Linked DNA regions of Mus musculus: region 2 is linked to region 1. The links are chromatin contacts, called in public promoter capture Hi-C maps. All regions are on one chromosome and are shown on one strand. Each heading gives the region's core, a stretch centred on a gene start, on an enhancer-like site or on the middle of the called end of the contact. The rest is flanking DNA. Distances are from core to core; before and after follow the strand shown.

What was found. Promoter capture Hi-C pulls out the DNA fragments that hold promoters and counts their contacts.
Region 2: a promoter capture Hi-C map of liver shows a contact between it and region 1, with 2.6 times the contacts expected there. The contact joins the enhancer-like site here to the promoter of Serpina6 in region 1. A contact is called at or near these places in 7 of 39 promoter capture datasets (the 3T3-L1 cell line, 3T3-L1-derived adipocytes, embryonic stem cells and 3 more), 1 of 484 Hi-C or Micro-C datasets (liver) and 1 of 9 other capture datasets (liver).

The regions. Positions count from the first base shown.
Region 1 is chr12:103,655,613-103,659,243 of GRCm38.p6, reverse strand. It overlaps Serpina6 (serine (or cysteine) peptidase inhibitor, clade A, member 6), which reads left to right and starts at 2,026. Exons shown (of 5, transcript NM_007618.3): 1 at 2,026-2,207.
Region 2 is chr12:103,961,547-103,965,177 of GRCm38.p6, reverse strand. No RefSeq gene overlaps it. Among named protein-coding and RNA genes, the nearest start is that of Serpina1e, 6.5 kb to the right of the region's middle. Within about 2 kb of position 1,672, at least 13 of the 459 cell types and tissues checked have an H3K27ac peak or open chromatin away from gene starts, as enhancers often do. A contact at or near this core is called in liver, where this site is marked.

The sequences.
Region 1 (3,631 bases), core at 777-3,276:
AAGCCCCACTGTGACAGACCCAAGAAAAGATTCCAAGCAAGTCTCACTTAGTGAACTAGTAAGGTTACTGGGCCTTACTAGCATGCATGGTGGGCCACAAAAAAGACTCCTGGCAGCTCCTGACATGACTTGCAGGGTACTCAGCCTGTAGAAGAGTCTCCTTCTACCCAGTAATTGTTACCAGTTATTTAACCTTGAGGAGGGGCCTTGTGAACCTAGTAACTTTCAGGAGTTTCCTGAGTGCTATGAGTTCTCTGTTGACTTCCCAAGTCTTTCATGATTCTCTCCACCTGGCTGACCCTCACATCATCCATACTGGTACTGGCTTTAGAGATATGGAGAGTACAAGAGTTGCAGGTTCATTTAGGCATCCACACACATTTTTATGGAAGGCCAGGGAGCTGAACTGCATGCAGTAGGAGCAAATCCCCCCCAAGAGAGCCCCTGGATGAGTAATAATGTCATGAACTGTGGATGTAGCATTTGAGCACCAGTGGATATCCCAGGATGTGGAAGATACCAGGAATGGGGGATATCTGCTAAGAAAAGCTATAGGAAATGAACAAAGTCCACCCAGGAGGCAGTCTATGTGGGCTGCTAACACCAGCCTGTGGAAGCCGGGTGGCTCAGACCTGTTGGAGTGCACACCATGATAACTAACACACACCTGACTCTGCTTTCCCAGTGCTGGAATTAAAGGAGCATACCAGTACACTCAGCTAGCTATGAAAAATATTTATTCTACAAATCAAGATGAGACAAATCTTTGGCAATAATGTCCAAAATTGGCTTACAAACTAGAAATCTTGAAAGGGGCAACAATTATTAACAAAACTGGACTGCCCAAACTTCGAGGCATGACCTCTAACCTTCCTTATTTCCCATGGGAGCAGCGCCCTTCATCCTTTTTTGGAAGTGATGCTGCTGTCAATCAAGCACAGGGCTCTGGGCTCGGCTTGGGGCTTGGGGCTTGGGGCTCGGGGCTGTAGGCTCAGGGTTTGGGACACAGAGCTCTGCACTTGAGGCCCCAGGGCTCAGGGTTCGTGGTGGGTATTCACAGAGGCACATTCCCTTGGACCGTGTGGTTGGTGCAGGGACAGACAAATACTTCTGTCCACAGTCCTCTGAGGGGCTGAAAGAAACTGTGAGGCCATACATACGTACGTACGTACATACATACATACACACATTAATTTTCCCTTTGCTTTTAGCCTGTGAGATCCACGAGATCGCACCAACTAAGGCTCTGGCAGGCTCTTTCTCCCCACTGCAACAGAAGTACTATGGAATGAGAGGAGAAGAAGGAGAAGAAAGATAGTGACTGACTGGAGACCCTGCAGCCTTTCCACTCCTTGGAAGTCCTAGTTATAAAGGAAAACAAAGAAACACAAATAGTATTTCTTTGATGTGTGCCTCCTGCGACAAAAGTGATCTGGAGAGTAAACGCACGGGTGAGAGTAAGAGAGCTGGACTTCAGGAGGGAATTGGCTGCAGGGCAGTTCATTCCATCTCCAGCCCTTCTCAGTTTCCTTCTTTAAAGAAGAGACATTGCTAAGGTACAGAGCTCAGTGGCAGAGCCCTTGACCAGCATGCATAAGGTCTTGGGTTCAACCCCGGTGACAACAGAAAACTTCAATTAAAAGCACAACTAGGTCAAGACAATCTCATAAAGAAGGGAGATCGTAGCAGTCTGTTCAGTGAATCATTGGGAGGCCTGAGATAACCCAGGGAAAGACCTTGGACAGTCACACATTCATTCATACATCTCTGTTTCCCCTACCCTTGCCTGATTCTTCCCCTCCTGGTGCCAAGGCACCTGGCTCCTCACAGAGTCCATGCCATGGCGCTTATCAATGACACCAATGAGTCCCCTGCCAGATGGCACAGGGCAACCATGAACCCTGACGCAACTCTAGCCACACTTTGATATTAAAAATAAAACTTCAGGGGACAGCATGCAATGTCGAGCTGATTTGCAGAATTGCTGTGTTTACCCTTACTTTCTATAAAGCTTCCCATTGGTTGATGCTTGGGGGGTGGGGGCCACCAAATGGTGAAGGCCACTGCCCCCCTCCTCTAACCATTAACCAGCAAGACACCAGCAAACAAGATTTAGTGGGGAGTCTCCCCGAAGCCTTACTGTACGTGTGCTAGGATTCCAGACAGCAAAGCAGAGCCAGAAGGAACAGCTGGAGCCCACAGCAGACGTGAGTCACCCCTGACAGTACTCTGTGCCTCTTGCTCCTACCAGGGTCCCTGACTCTATATCTGCTGCACTCCAGAACACAGCAGTGCCTGCTTGCTTGAGATTTTTAATAGATGAACATGAGGGTAGCTAGCTGTGTCATGAGGCGACCATGTGGAATACTTCTTCGATCCCATAGTCTGTGGTTCAGCCACTTGGTTTTGATTTCCCTTCAGCTTCTTACATTGCAGGAGGCTGTCACTGAGAGCTGGGTTTATGCTTTATTGCTACCTGTTGCCTGGTGCCTTAGCATCCAGGAATGAGAAGGAATCTCAGAGCTGAGATGGATTAGTGCCAGGCAGCACTATTGAGTAGGGTTGTAGTGCACAGGTGGTATATGCAGGGACCCTCTAAAGAGTGCCCACACCCCATGCCATAGTAACTCAGTAATGTGTAGTGGGGGGTGATACAGCTGGAGGGAGAATGACCTGCTTCTCTGTGCATCACACCACGTGCTATGATGCCTAAATCCCCGCCTGATCCAAGGCACTTCAGAGAGGCGTGGCAAGGAAGATATTACTAGGAAGAAACACATGACCTTAGTCTTTTTTGTAGGCTGGCCTTAAAGAGCCACCTTGCTGGCCACGTGGTTTTCAGTAGAGAAAGCAAGAGGTGTGACTCTGAAGGTGCACACCCCGACCTACACGGAAGCTCTACATCACCTAGCTCTGGTGTCCCATCTCTACAATGAGGTGCAGGATGCCTCGTGAAGTGAGTGTGCATAATCATGCACTGATGACAGCCACACCAGGCATTCACAACCGTCTTCTGAGGCAGGAGGATTTACTCTCCAGCCTGTAGGTTTGATACAGGGAGAATGAGGCACACAGTTGCACCCAGAAACAGCAGGAAGAGAAAGAAGGCCAAGCCAACTGTTGACTGGGGTATTCCTTCCCCAAGGGGGATTCATAGACAGGTATAGCCCGGTGCTGAAACCAAGATGAAACCAACAAGGCCGGTGGCAGAGAGAAGGGGAGAAGAAAAGCTTCCTGGAGGCAGTAACCAAGCACCTGAATCTCAAAGGCCAAGAGGGAATGAGACAGGGGAGAAAAGGAAGGGGTGGGCCTAGAGGGGAGCCCCATGGGGCAGTCAGAGGAGGGCCATCTTTATCTCCAGGTCTCAGGCCAGGACAGAGCTCAGCAAACACTAAGGGACTGTAGTGGCCTGCCATGCCTTGCCTGCCCTGCCCTGCCCTGTCCTGCCCTAACCTCTAACCTGGCTTGCAACAGAGTAAGAATGTAGTGTGCAGGGGTGGAGGAGGGAGACCTGTGATACTCAGCCATGCTGCAGCCAGATGGTGATCAGTCCAACATAAGAAGGACTGGGTCCTGAGGAACTCTAGCCCCCAGCATCAGTGTGGGTGAGTCTCGCAGGGCCGCTGGAACT
Region 2 (3,631 bases), core at 423-2,922, 310 kb before region 1:
CCAAATGCTTTACAGGGAAGCAAAGCTTCCAGGCATGGATCTCCAGACATTGCCTTTGCATCTAAAACATGACTTTAGACATAAAAATACTGCATTCTCCAAGGTCTCTCCACAAGAAGATGGTCAACAGGTTAATTTCCAAAAGCCAAGCCTTGCCAACTCCCAGGCTGTGCTGAATGTCCTGGAGATGTTCCTGGTAGAAGCTGCAGGAAGATAAACATATTATCCTAAGTTCTCACACCAGGAAGCAACTACACAAGATCTAAGCCCAGTTCCAGCAGAGTCTGCTGGGCAACAGTCTGCTTCCTCAGGCTGTGTTCCCAGGCAGGAGTTAGTAGGACCACAGAAAGGCGCCATCTAAGGACCATGAAAGAAACAACCACACATTCCAATGCAGCATCCATTTGATTAAGTCAAAATGAAGTAAAGGCCTTTCTTACAGAGGCATGCTGTTCTTGTAGAAACATAAGCAATGTATGAGAAGATAAAGAACAAAGTCTTAGCGGCTCTCGCTGGTAAGTTTGTGTTCTGGGATAATCACCACTTTGTCTCCTTCTGAAATCTTCTATACATATACTGTGTGTGTGTGTGTGTGTGTGTGTGTGTGTGTGTATGTGCACATGTATCTATACCCTTACCCTTTACAGTGTTATGAATTTCTCTGTTTTTTTCCTCACCTTTTTGGTGGCTGATGCTTGAGACAGGGTCTCAATATTTAGACCAGGCTAGCCTAGAATTCAGTATATAATTCAAGCTGGCTTCAGTTTTGCTCTGATCCTTCTGTTTTTGTCTCCTAGGTGTTGGGATGACAGGCATGTGCCACCACACCCATCCTGTTCTTTCATGTCTCCATGTTCAAAGCAAAAGTCCAGGAGCAACGAGAGAGAAGTGGAAAGAGAGGCACACTGTGGGCATCTCTCCACCCTATGGCAGTTGCTCCTATTCACTCATGCTACTTAAGGACCTACCTTAAAACCTTCTATGATCTTATTCTTACATAAATACAACAGAACCACAAGGGGTTAACCGACTTGTCCATAGTGAACTGAGTTCTGAAGTTTCTGACTCTGACTGTCCTCAAGGTCCATACTATCTGGCCTTCATGGGGTGTCTCCAATGGCATCATTGTCCCAGAGTACATTGAATATGGAAGGAGATCTCCAAAGTCTTGTATGGGGCTGATAATGTGCCTGCCTGTGTGTGTGTGTGTGTGTGTGTGTGTGTGTGTGTGTGTTTTCTGTTTTGTTCAGAGGAGCAATTATGTAGTTGTCTGCAGACATAAAAATCTGCTAAAGAATAGATTCGGTATTTACTGACTTCTGCATGTTAAGAATGCCTTAGGGAAAAAAATACAGCCCTCAGATGTAAGAGCAGGAGTCAGCATGGCGCAGGTCAGCATGCAGCAGCTGAGGTGCAGGGATGAAGGTGGCCCAGAGAGATCACTGGTCATCCTAGAAGGCCTCTCTGAACCTCCCCTACAATGCAGCTAAGACAAACTCCTCTTACAGAGCCCCTTGGGAAAGAAGTGCTTCTGTACAGCAATTGGCTACGAGGCTTGCTGTCAGCCAGGAGGCAGGGAGCTGGCTGATTTCCTGGGAATATGCTAGGCAGATCCTGGGTTGGGAGGTCAAGGTGAAAGCCAGGCTGGGTAAAGTCCTAGGCAGAGAAGGACACCCACTCAGTTATGCAATTGGCCTTCCCTGGCAGTGGTTCCCACCCTCCCCGTTCAACCCTCCCTCTGCTATGGCCTGTTCCATTTCCGAGAAGAGGCCACATAAGGAAGCAGATTTGGCCATCTTGTCTGCCACCTCCTCCGCTCTAGTCTTCCCTCCCAGCTCAAAGAATAAGGCATAAAAGATTTTGTTTAATTATTACTTTTTAAAGCCTTTAATAAAATGAGTTCTTTGCTATGTCTCCCTGGCTATTCTAGAGTAACCGAGAGTGTGCCTCATATAAACATCTAACGTCCCAAATGCTCTTTCTAGCAGAAGAGGTGCCAACCTTAACCACCCAGAAAGAAAAACACCGTCTTTCTTCCCAATAATTAACTCTGTCTCTCAGTTGTCTCAGACAACCTGCTCTTTGCTTAGCACAGAACCAAGGCGTCAGAGAACATGATCCCCTAACTCCGGCAGCTTACAGTCAAGAGACGCAGCCAAGTGACTCACGCCACCATCTTTCGGGTATATATCAGGTTACACTGTTTTTTTTTTTTTTTTTTTTTTTTCTCTCCCTTGTGATGATCTAAGGCTACATGCTGGACTCCAGTGAGCCTTCCCTGCCTCATCTACAAGGTAGAAATCAGAAGAGAGTAGACCTGAGGGCTCAGTGTGAGGACCAGGATCCACGTGCTGCTCAGAAGGGCATCTGTCCTGTGCCACATGCCCAGTAGTTGTCAACCATCGTGATTATGCTAGAACAGATATGGAAAAAGGCTATGGATGCAGACAAGAGGGAGAAAAAAGAAGGGTGGGCATGCGCTGTCAACAGTCTCCACAGTTGTTCTGAAAGGTGTACCATAAAACAAAAAAGCACCTAAAATGGCCGCAGAATGGTCAGCCAGCCAACCAGTCACAGCATGTTCTGGAGGTCAGAACGGGCAAAGCTGAGAGAGAACACCTACCGTTGGGGGTAGATTGCATCATTCCCTTGACTTACCCTCCCCCACAGGGTTCTGCCCCGCTGCAGAATGGCAAAGCATCTTGCCCAGAACTGACTCTACCAGAAGGAACAATACTAGTTTGGTCAGTAAGCCTCTATGCCTGGACACTCAAGCAGATGGTTCCTGCCCTGTTGACTTACAGCTGCTCAGCTTCCATGAATGACTTCCTGCCTTCCCTGGAGAACTCTCTTTTCTCTCAGAAAAGTGTCCTTGCTTCTTGACCCCAGGGAACAGCAACCCAGCTTCAACACCCAGCCTGTGACCTCGGACGTGTTGTTCATCTATCCAGCTCCTATATGAAACCATCTGTGCCTCGTTTTGACTGCACTTCTGATTTTTCTTTCTCAAGAGGTAGAAATGGTGTCTACTCCCTCGGACCATGCCAGTTAATAACTTTTAGGACAAAGGCCTGACAGACAGACAGTGCCCCATGAGTGACAATCATGATTCACTAGGTGATACCCCATCTTGGAGTCCATTTGAGGATATGTGTGGTAAAATGGCAGCAGGTAGGACCTAGTGAAATAGAACAAACAGAAATAAATGTTCAAGGTCAACACCAGAAAGTCAACAAGGTCAATCAATGTAACTTTTTCAAGCCAAGGTCTGAGTTGGGCAAGTTCTAAGAATTGAGGCCTGTGTTGTTTGAGCCACCCCCCGCAAGGTTTGCCTTGGTTTGTAACAAGCTCCAGACAGCCACTGGCTGTCCCTTGGCCTCTCTGGAGAAGTACTTCATGCCCTGTCCTACCAGAGGTTCACCAAAGATCTTGCATACACCCCTAAGTTCCCACAGGGGTGAATCATCATGCCATGTCTGGAGAAAATGGACGTGGAGTTTGAGCTGGTGTTGCTGCCTCAGTACACGGCGTCCAGAATGTAAGCTGGGGTCAAAAAGAACACACACACACACACACACACACACACACACACCACCTAAAGTGTTCCTTTTGGGCAAAACATGACCAATTA